Linked DNA regions of Mus musculus: region 1 is linked to region 2. Evidence: chromatin contacts called from public HiCAR-type data. All regions are on one chromosome and are shown on one strand. Each heading gives the region's core, a stretch centred on a gene start, on an enhancer-like site or on the middle of the called end of the contact. The rest is flanking DNA. Distances are from core to core; before and after follow the strand shown.

Evidence for each region. HiCAR-type assays count read pairs that join an accessible place to other places.
Region 1: a contact with region 2 is called in a HiCAR-type map of PVALB interneurons, with 2.7 times the contacts expected there. The contact joins two enhancer-like sites. A contact is called at or near these places in 2 of 484 Hi-C or Micro-C datasets (cortical neurons and uterus) and 1 of 115 datasets of contacts at active chromatin or transcription factors (PVALB interneurons).

The regions. Positions count from the first base shown.
Region 1 is chr16:88,017,800-88,022,784 of GRCm38.p6, reverse strand. The region is part of intron 4 of Grik1 (glutamate receptor, ionotropic, kainate 1); the gene reads left to right. It overlaps Gm33207 (a long non-coding RNA gene), which reads right to left. Exons shown (of 3, transcript XR_385024.3): 3 at 3,892-4,985. Among named protein-coding and RNA genes, the nearest start is that of Gm33207, 11 kb to the right of the region's middle. Within about 2 kb of position 3,599, at least 1 of the 459 cell types and tissues checked has an H3K27ac peak or open chromatin away from gene starts, as enhancers often do. A contact at or near this core is called in PVALB interneurons, where this site is marked.
Region 2 is chr16:87,839,712-87,844,185 of GRCm38.p6, reverse strand. The region is part of intron 6 of 2810407A14Rik (a long non-coding RNA gene); the gene reads right to left. Among named protein-coding and RNA genes, the nearest start is that of 2810407A14Rik, 13 kb to the right of the region's middle. Within about 2 kb of position 2,860, at least 20 of the 459 cell types and tissues checked have an H3K27ac peak or open chromatin away from gene starts, as enhancers often do. A contact at or near this core is called in PVALB interneurons, where this site is marked.

The DNA.
Region 1 (4,985 bases), core at 2,350-4,849, 180 kb before region 2:
CATGGATATAATATGTATCATATCTATAATATGCATATATGCATAGATATAATATCTAAAAATATACAATATCTACAATACACAACACTAAGTCTTGATAGACAAGAGCCTGCGTCTCTTTCCAGCTTAAGACTGCAGTCTCCGGTGATCTACTCACTCACAGAGAAGGGTATGGGGCCTTACCAAATGGTGGCCTTGAGTACTCTGTGTTCCTTATTACATAGTAAGCACCAGAGGGACAGAGCCTTTTCTCTTTTTACTTAAATCCTCAGCACCTACTATGTTATGTCACATAGTGGGTGCCTTGTGCAACTGTTGAATCAGAAATTCAGCAAAAGGCATGTGTTTAAAATACAGTTACCTTCCTTTTACCCACATGCAATGCAACACTCCTGTTAAGGAGACAGCTCACTGGTACAGTGTTTAGCTAACATGTATGGGACTTTTGGTAAAAGGTTAAACTTAGAGTGCACTGTATGCCAAGAATGCTACACTTCCAACTCTGCCAAGGCACACTTGAGCCAGTCACTCTTTATGGACTCAGTTTCCTCAGAAGGCAGACTTCATTCTGTCCTGAGAGTCAGAAATGAGAATAGGCTGTGAACCTATGGCTCTACTGCAGAAAACCCAGTTTGGCACTTTGAAGACGGTCCAATTTGCTTTTAACTCTTATGATAGAAGTGAGCAAAGGCGTCCCTTTCTGGCCTAGTGGCCTTCGTGCAGAGGACTTTCAGATGAGAAGAAAGGAAGCCCTGCAGGACAGCTGCAGTGGGCTTCAGCCAGCTTCCTAAGCTGGAAAGCTGTCACAGGTGACCTTGAGCCTCTGTTTCCAACTTAGGCAACCCACTCTATCCTTCACATGCGTAAGTGCTTTGGTGTCGTCTTTTCCTCATAATGCTTGCTGCAAGAGATAAATCATCAAGGTACAACTGAACCATAAAAATCTTTAAAATGAAAACATTTTATAAAATTATATTGCACTTTTTTCTTTCTGTTCACATTCAATTAGCATAAGAACACAGTCACAAAGAAAATGTATTTTTTTAAATGCTTGGCTCCTCTGCTAAGGAGTATAATGGTAATGCTGATTAATCAAATAATTCTGTGCATTGATTTTTGCCTTGTATGTATTGTGCCCACAGGCGGTGAGGAGGTGAGGAGGCCAAACAGGTGATTAGACAAGGTTTGTGCCATCACTCTGTAGCTCAGGACACAAAACGTCACTGAGCACAGCCAATGCCGTGAAGAAGCAAACCTGTACCTTCTAAGTGATATTGTAGTCTCTCTTCTTTAATAGCAGACATGCAGCGTAGGTCAGATACCACAAGGGCTACTGTTGCTGAACACCTAGTGTATTTAAGGACCATGCTGAATGTACTGAGTGTATCATTTCTTTGTTATAAGAACATCCTAAAGAAGAAAACAGGAGGAGGAAGAAGATGAAAATTCTCTGTGCAAGAAAATGATTGCTCAGAGAGATTATGTGGCTTGGTTAACATCACACAGCCACAAGCAGTGAGATGGGGTTTGAAAGTTATCTAAAAATTTAAATAAATGACAAATTGAGTTTGTTTCAGTTGCATACAAGATGCCAACTGATTATCAAAGTAATCAAATTTACAGTACATGTTGGGTTAGTCTCTACTTCTTGTATACAATTGTTTCATTTGATTCTCAGATACTCAAGTATTTCTATCTTCATAGAAAGTCCACATATATAGCCCCATGACCAAGGAGAGAATGTGATAGAAACCATAGAAAAAGTCATTCTGTGTTTTCAGCAGCTTTGAAACTTAAAGGTGTTAGAGATGCAACAGCAAAAACATCACAACCATAAACCTCCACCTGCCCTCGGAGGGCAAAGAGAGACCCTGAAAACAAGGTCACAAAAAATCCATCCAATGCCTACAAACTGGTCTGAAACCATGAAGTCAATTTGTAAACTAGAAAGGGATTATAAATAGAAACAGTGAGGACAGTAAGTAACAACTTGGGCAATCTATTTTGGGCTCTTCCTGTTGCAGTAATTCTCCAACCCAAATATGCCTGAGCAATAAAAACACAACTCAATTACTATGAATACAAGCTGTGCACCTCAAATGGGCAGATCTACCACTACACTACCATCTTCCCCATCTATGAGACCCCTTAGAACTTGTGGTTTCTCCAGGCCATGAGTTTCTGCTCTGCTTTCCTTCCACCCACTCCTCTGTCATCCTCTCTCCCACTCCTCCTTCTTCTCTCTCCTAACTTTCAGCTCTGCCTTCCCTTTATCTGCCCAATCACTGGCCCTAGCTGTTATTTTACAAATTAAGGTGGGAAGAAGGTTTACAGGAAATCAGCTGAGTGCCGACTCATTCATTGATCACAACCCCTCAGAATTAGCATCAAATTGAAAATAGCCCCAGAGCTATCCGCAACATCTTTCCCCTAAATAAATGAATAAATAACTTCCATGCATCTGGTGCTTTCTATTTGACAGCGTGCACTATTCATTGGGCTAGAATTTCTTTTTATCTGCTTCAAATATCCTCACACTACAAGTGAGAGAGATGGCAGAGCTGAAACTTCAGCCAGGGCCTGATGGTCTCATTGCCTAAGCTGTTAACAACTATATATACAACAAATTCTATATACACCTCAAGGATAAAATCTACCACCTCCTCTTTAGCTTCATCACCTCATCTACAAGTAGGATTGTTGGATTCTAAGCTGACTATGCACGTGTTCAGTTTAGAGCGTCCGTATCTCCTCATCCTCACGGATTCTCTCACCAATGTTAAGATATAAAGAATTTGCACACTGTCTTGTACTTAGTAGAACATCTAAGAAATGGGAAATTAATTAAGCAATATATTATCTTTTAAGTTCCTCAATTCCTTTGATGGTCTTCAAGCCAGCTAATTGATAAGTTCATTACTGTGAATAAATTTTGACGACATAATCATGATGTATCTCAATTTACACTAACTGGATGATAATTTGTAGTATATTATACAATTATTATGGCAGTACATTCTCATTCTAATTATGTTTCTCTCAGGCTGATATTAAAGTATGTTTACAGCCCCTGAGCCTACAGTTAGTTTTAGTTATAAGGAGCAGTTCACACATATGAGTGTACTATCTAAATTATACAAGAATTAATTGACCTTCATAGATAGCCAACAATTTACTGAAAATGTACTCCATTCACCCACATTCATATTATACAAGATGCACATTTCAAGATTCTCCAAATCCTCCAAAATAAAGTATCTTTAGAAGAAGAGAAAAATGTGTTTCTACTTGAAATAAGAAGCAATAAAAATGCTATAGACTTATTTCTATGTATACTCCTCAGAAATGTATTGATGCCTCATTCCAGCCCAATCCAAATATGGCTTTAATAGAAGATAAGAATATGTCCTGGTGTTTGGGGTAGATATAGTTTAGAAAAAAATCATGCAAATTGTACTTGTGTTGTGTATATTGAGTCACATCTTAAGACTTCAGCGGCAACAGTGAACTTCAGCTTACTTTAGCATTGTAGAGATCTGCCATTCCTGAATGCGCCTTTTTCTATGTGCAAAGGGGTAACATAACATCTCTCCAATTTTCAAATGAGTATGGAGGCTAAATAAGGGGGGAAATTATGTTGCTATTCAAAACACATCTGCTTCTTCAACACTCTACAAACGAAAGTTTTTACCAAAAAGGCCCTCTCTTACAACTTCCCCACAACTGTTAGCTAACCTCTCCACCATCTGGTTTATCCTGTAACATATGAATTTTATTTCTAGTCAGGTAGTCCTTTTGGAGTGCTTTTTAAGTACCCAGTACTACACTGTGATTGGAAAGGAATAAGATACTTTTATAAACAACAGCCTAATAAATAAAGTCATCACTCAGTAGAGGATCAGAAGACTTTTTATTTTATGCCTTTATACATGAGAAGCAATTTTATGGGCTTCACATCATGCAGAAAATCACTAAATTTGACAGTGCAAATAGGGTTCTAGGCTGGTACCAATACACAAAAGATGCCGGCTGCTGGGTATTATCATCATCCACACCAAGAGTGAGTTGATGCTTCTTGATCCTGAATTTGTGTCTCTGTATCCCCCCTTAAATTATAGAATGACACTTAGTCTAAGACCTCCTCTTAGTGTGACAACCTAGGTATTTGTATCTGATAAAGACAGAACCAGATCTTTCTCTCAAGAGGGTAAAGCCAGGTCTTCCCAGTAAATGAAGGTCTTCATATATAACACTGTTCAAAATGAAGCTCAAACCAGGTCTTCATATCTGATAAATGTTGAATTGAGTCTTTAAATTTAATGAACATGGAGCTAAATCTTCATATCTGATAAAGATTAAGCCAGGTCTTCATATGTTATAAAGGTCAAGGCACAACTCCACGTCTCATGAAGATCAAAGCAGGTCTTCATATGTTATAAAGGTCAAGCCAGGTCTACATGTCTCATGAAGGCCAAGCCAGGTCTTCATAGCTGATGAAAGCTAAGTCAAGTCTTCACATATAATAAAGTTCAAAATGAAGGTCAGACTAGGTCTTCATATCTGATGACTGTTGTATTATTAAATTACCACATTGGATTTAATACCTTGTAGCTTCTCCTTCAACCTTCTTATGACCAATCATTTTATCTTCTTACCTCTTTTCTTGGTGACAAAAAAAGTATCCCATAATGCAAGCTAGAGAGTTGCCAAATAAGAGAGACTCAACCCTTTGACTATGTCTCAGATTCTCTCTTTTCTCCAGTCATCTTGTCATCTTTGTTCTGAACTGATAACTCTGAAACAAATTCCCTTCCTTTTTTCCTCTCACTCACATGCAGTCTCAAAACACTGTTCATCTTAAGTAAAACATCTGGCTTTACCCCCTCCCATGTTTGAAACCCTGAGGGTTGCTCTTACCTAAGGCAGCACCTTAATAGAATAAGACATATGACTTCATGTAGAATACATACCCTTGTCTATTTTGG
Region 2 (4,474 bases), core at 1,611-4,110:
ATGACTGCAAGGTCCAAATAGCAGGACATCAGCCTCCGAGGCAAGTGACCCTTAGCTACATCACAGCCCAGAGCAGAAGCAGGCAAGGGAGCCTGTCACACACCAGAGGGGTTGCTTCAGGAGAAATCATCTTTGCCTACCAGATCTGACCCATTCTCCAGGGAGGAGCCCCTTCAACTATCTATCTTCTCTGCTAGGCTTCCTGACTCAAAACCAGCACAAAAACCTAAAGGCTATAGCACTGGATCCTAACCACAGAAGGTGAACTAAAAGGAAATATTGCAAAAAGAGACAAGGTCAGACGAGAGTGAGGCATGGGCAGAGAAATCACTGGGAAAGGAGAGATAGGAAAAAGAGAAAATGGAGAAGAAACGGGAATGGCCATCAGCAAAGCTCTCACTGAGGGCAAAGCTTCATCTGGGGGCTTTTCCTGTGCATGGCTTACTAGTACTCTAAAGTCTTTGGTCTTGTGTCTCACATTGTACTTCTTGGGCAAGACTTCAAGCTCTCTCCAATGCTGCATTTAGAAAGTGAGGTCATGGCTTCATCTGTTTTCAACTTATGTTCCCTCACCCAGTGAAGAGATCCGTATGTGTGTTTTACTTCTATGTTTTGCACTACATTAACAATTGAGATGATATCAGCAGTTGAGTGTTGTTAAATATATTATTATATTTAATCCACGCACTATTAAAAGTCTAAACATCCCACAAGCGGCTGTTTCATCTGTTTTCAGGGATGAGTTGTGTTGTGGATGGCTCTGGTGCTGCCTGTATTTTGGTGTTAATTCCACTTTCCCAGGAGGACTTGTCTGGGCCGGCCGAGGAATGGCTCACATACCCTCCCCCAATGAATAAAGGGCCCAATCACTGGGCAAGTAGGCGGGACTTCCGGGTTGGACAGAGGACAAGAGGAAGCAGGAGAGAGGGGACTTTTCATGGGGATAGCATAAGGAAAAGATGTAGCTGTTGGTGTCTCCTGGTTTCAATGGTGGATCTTCCAGGATTCAACACTGGAGGATTTAAATTTAATATGGCTTACAAGATTAGGATTCTAGTTGATGCGCCCATAGATTGAGTTACCATTGTTTCTGAACTAAGTTTGTGTGGTGTTTTCCTTCATGTGGAGGCTCAACTAGGTTCCAGAGAGAAAACGTGGGTTTGCCAGTTGTGCACCACAAAGGCCGTGGGGGTTTTGAAGTATGGGGCTGGTGTGGTAACGACCCATCAATGGGAACCTAGCGAGCTGGGTGGAGAGATTTTGGAGCTCTGAGTCAGAGAGTCTCCATGGGATAAGAACAGGCTGGCCACTGCCCGCCAGAACTGGCTGGCAAACCTGCCAGGGCAGAGAGTAGCAGGGTGTAGTGTGGGAACTTGCAATTCTTCCTGAGTGTTTCCCACCACAGAGGTGTGCATTTTCAGTTATACATAGAACACTTACATCATAGAAGGTGAAATCATGGCCTTAATTTTCTTTACTTGGACATTAAGCATGACACAAGGACAGGCATGGGTGTCAAGCTGACCAAGATCGTGATGGTTAATCTTGATTATCAAGTTATTTAGATCTAGAGTCAGCTAAGAAACATTCGTCTTGACGGGTCTGTCGGGAGCTTGCCAGAAAGATTAAGGGAGACTCTCCTCCCGCGTGAGACGCACCTTCCGTCCGGTGGTTTAGTGATGCAGGACACTTTTCATGAAAAGCCATGAACTAATATTTACCCACCCAGATGGGAAGCCAACAACAGATCCAAGCAACAAGAGCACGAAAGTCCAACTTGGTGAGCCAGTGAGTTTTTGAAGGTCCCTTACAGGAGCAGGGATGAATCAACGACAACTGAACCACATAGAGCCCACCGCATCCTGGGTGACAACTCGTGAAAGCAGGTATACCAGAGCTCCCGAACATTTCTGCGTGTTGTGGATGCTTTGTTTGAAGTCACGCTTGTGCAGCAAGACTGAACACGACGCAAACGCAGGGAACACATTGGGTGGCACTCATCACATCGCTTCCGATAGTCAGCACAGTGCCCGGTGTGTACAAGACTCACAGCCAAAGGAAACAACTAAGACTCGCAATGAATCTAACTGTTGCTGGGCCTGAGGATACAAAGCAAGTTGTCGCACAACTGCCATGTCCTGCTCATGCCTGCACCACTGCTTCCACAGTTCACTGCCCACCCATGTGATAGCGAATGTTCATCTCTAACGAAACAGAGACAAGAGGTAGAGATGCTTGTGGTGGTAGCTGAGGTCCTCAGTTCAATTCCCGGCACCCATATGGCGGAAGGAAAGAAAAAACGATTCCCATAAATTGTCCTCCTAACTATATAGGTTCAATGTAGCATGTGCACACACACACACACACAATGTACGAACCACATAGAACTATAGCATAACAAGATCATAATTTGTTCTAGATATTATTGGACCCTCACAAAGCAAATTTTAAAGAAATGGACCCATTTTGGTGCAGATTTTAATGAAACAAGCTTTTGCATTCATTCTAATGCAAAAACAAAATCAAACACACAATCTGATAAGAATCTAGAGTGAACTTGCCAGTCTAATGACATATGTAAACATGAATAATGAGATCTATGAACACTCGAGGGTAGAAGGCATATTCTTTCCCTGGTGTGTGTAAGAATTTTCAGGAAATCTGCATTACTGGAAAAACTTAACCAGGAAAAAGTAACGACAAGATATTCATCTCCCATATGTCATTGTTTGGATAAAACAGGAGGTGAGAGGAAGGAAATAAATGAAAGAATGAAAAGAGGGACCAGAAGGAGGGACCACGGAGGGACAGTACACAGTCCATACCACCAGACTCCTAACTGCTTTAACACAAAGAGGGCTGGGGTTTACAGTATTGGGAAAGCAGCACGAAGGTTGGCCTTGCAGAAGTAACAAGGGCTCAGCCGCAAAACATACATTGTCGGGGAAAACAGATCTCCCACCGTAACAGAAATAAGCACTGCGCTGAGAAGGCGAATAAAAATGCTTCCCACACAGAACCTCTGGGCCTCCAGGCAAGTACTCCTCAGCGCTCGTCGTCGGCTGCCACCAAGCGGCCTCTTTAGGCATTACAGCATCCTCCAACGTTTTAAATCCAAATACTTGCCCAGAGAAAAGCAGCCGTAAAAACTAAAATCTAGACTGTGTCCTGGGATCTCCCGTTAATTTACTCATCAAACAACACTCTGGAAATTTTTATTTTCCCCTTAATATTGGATTAGACTGAAAAATAGACATAATGGTTAGGTTGAATGAGCATATCTTATACAGTTTCATCTTACCATTCATTCTCACCGTCTTTTAAAATGTATTTAGTGAGGCTGTTTCTGTCCCTCCTCTAGGATAAAAGTCAAAGATCTCAGTCCTCTCTGGGTATATCAAATTCTGTTATATACTGGTTAGAACCGGCTTAGCAGGGCCAGGATCAAGCAGGACGCTGGTTGCTTGAGAAAGAAGGAAGCGTTCTCTCTATGCCTGCTTGGCACTTTAAATTCTTTCCATCTCGCTTGCTTCAGCTTCTGACCCTTCCATGACTGAGATCCGAGGATGGAAATGAAGGAATGAAATCTGAGTCAGTAATCTCTTGTCCTGGATTCTGTGTGGATTCTGGGGACATACTCCCTGTGGAGATCTCTGCCTATGCTTTCTCAGTCTGGGTGCTATGGACTGAAGTTTTGCCCCTCAGAATTCCTAGGTGGAAATCCTAACCCTTGATACAATGTTATTTAGAGATGGACCTTTGGGAGATCATCACTGTTGGCTATGACCATGAAGATGGGTTGTGGTCCCTGACCTTATACAAAGACACCAACACCATGACCCTCCTGGCACATATAGCGAGGGATGGCCATAGGAAGATACAGAGAGGAAATCGGTATCTTCTGTGGGCCAAACGGCAATCTCACTAACACCCGGCTCTGAGTTCTCAGCCTCCTGAAGTTGTAGAACATAAATTTATGCCGTGGAAGCCACCCAGTCTGTAACAGTCTGTGATAGTACCCCAACATGACTAAGATGCTTGGTGAGTATTTTTTGATCCTAGCTGGGTTTCTCACATTCTCTTCAGCTCCCAGGATACACCCTAACCTAAAGATCTTCCTGTTGGGATCTTGTCTTTCTGTGCAGCCTTCTTGGGCGAGACGCTAGCAGAACCCCATGCAACAGATGGCTCATGAGAATAGCACCTTGGCATTTTGTGTCCTAAGACAGATAGGCAGGAGCCAGTCCTAAGGCTTTTTGCTTCCATTCAGAAATTGACTGACCAGCCAGCCCTGTCTCTCAGTTCACTCCATGAAACCTATAAAGCATCATTTCCCTCTGGCCTTTAGGGATCAGCGTTGACATCATCTAAGTGTTATCTCCCGGGCTTGGGTTACCTGTTCTGCATGCAGTGGCCTAGCCCACAGGAAATCGCCATTCCTCCTACTCTGTCTTCACTGAATGAATGCTAAGGA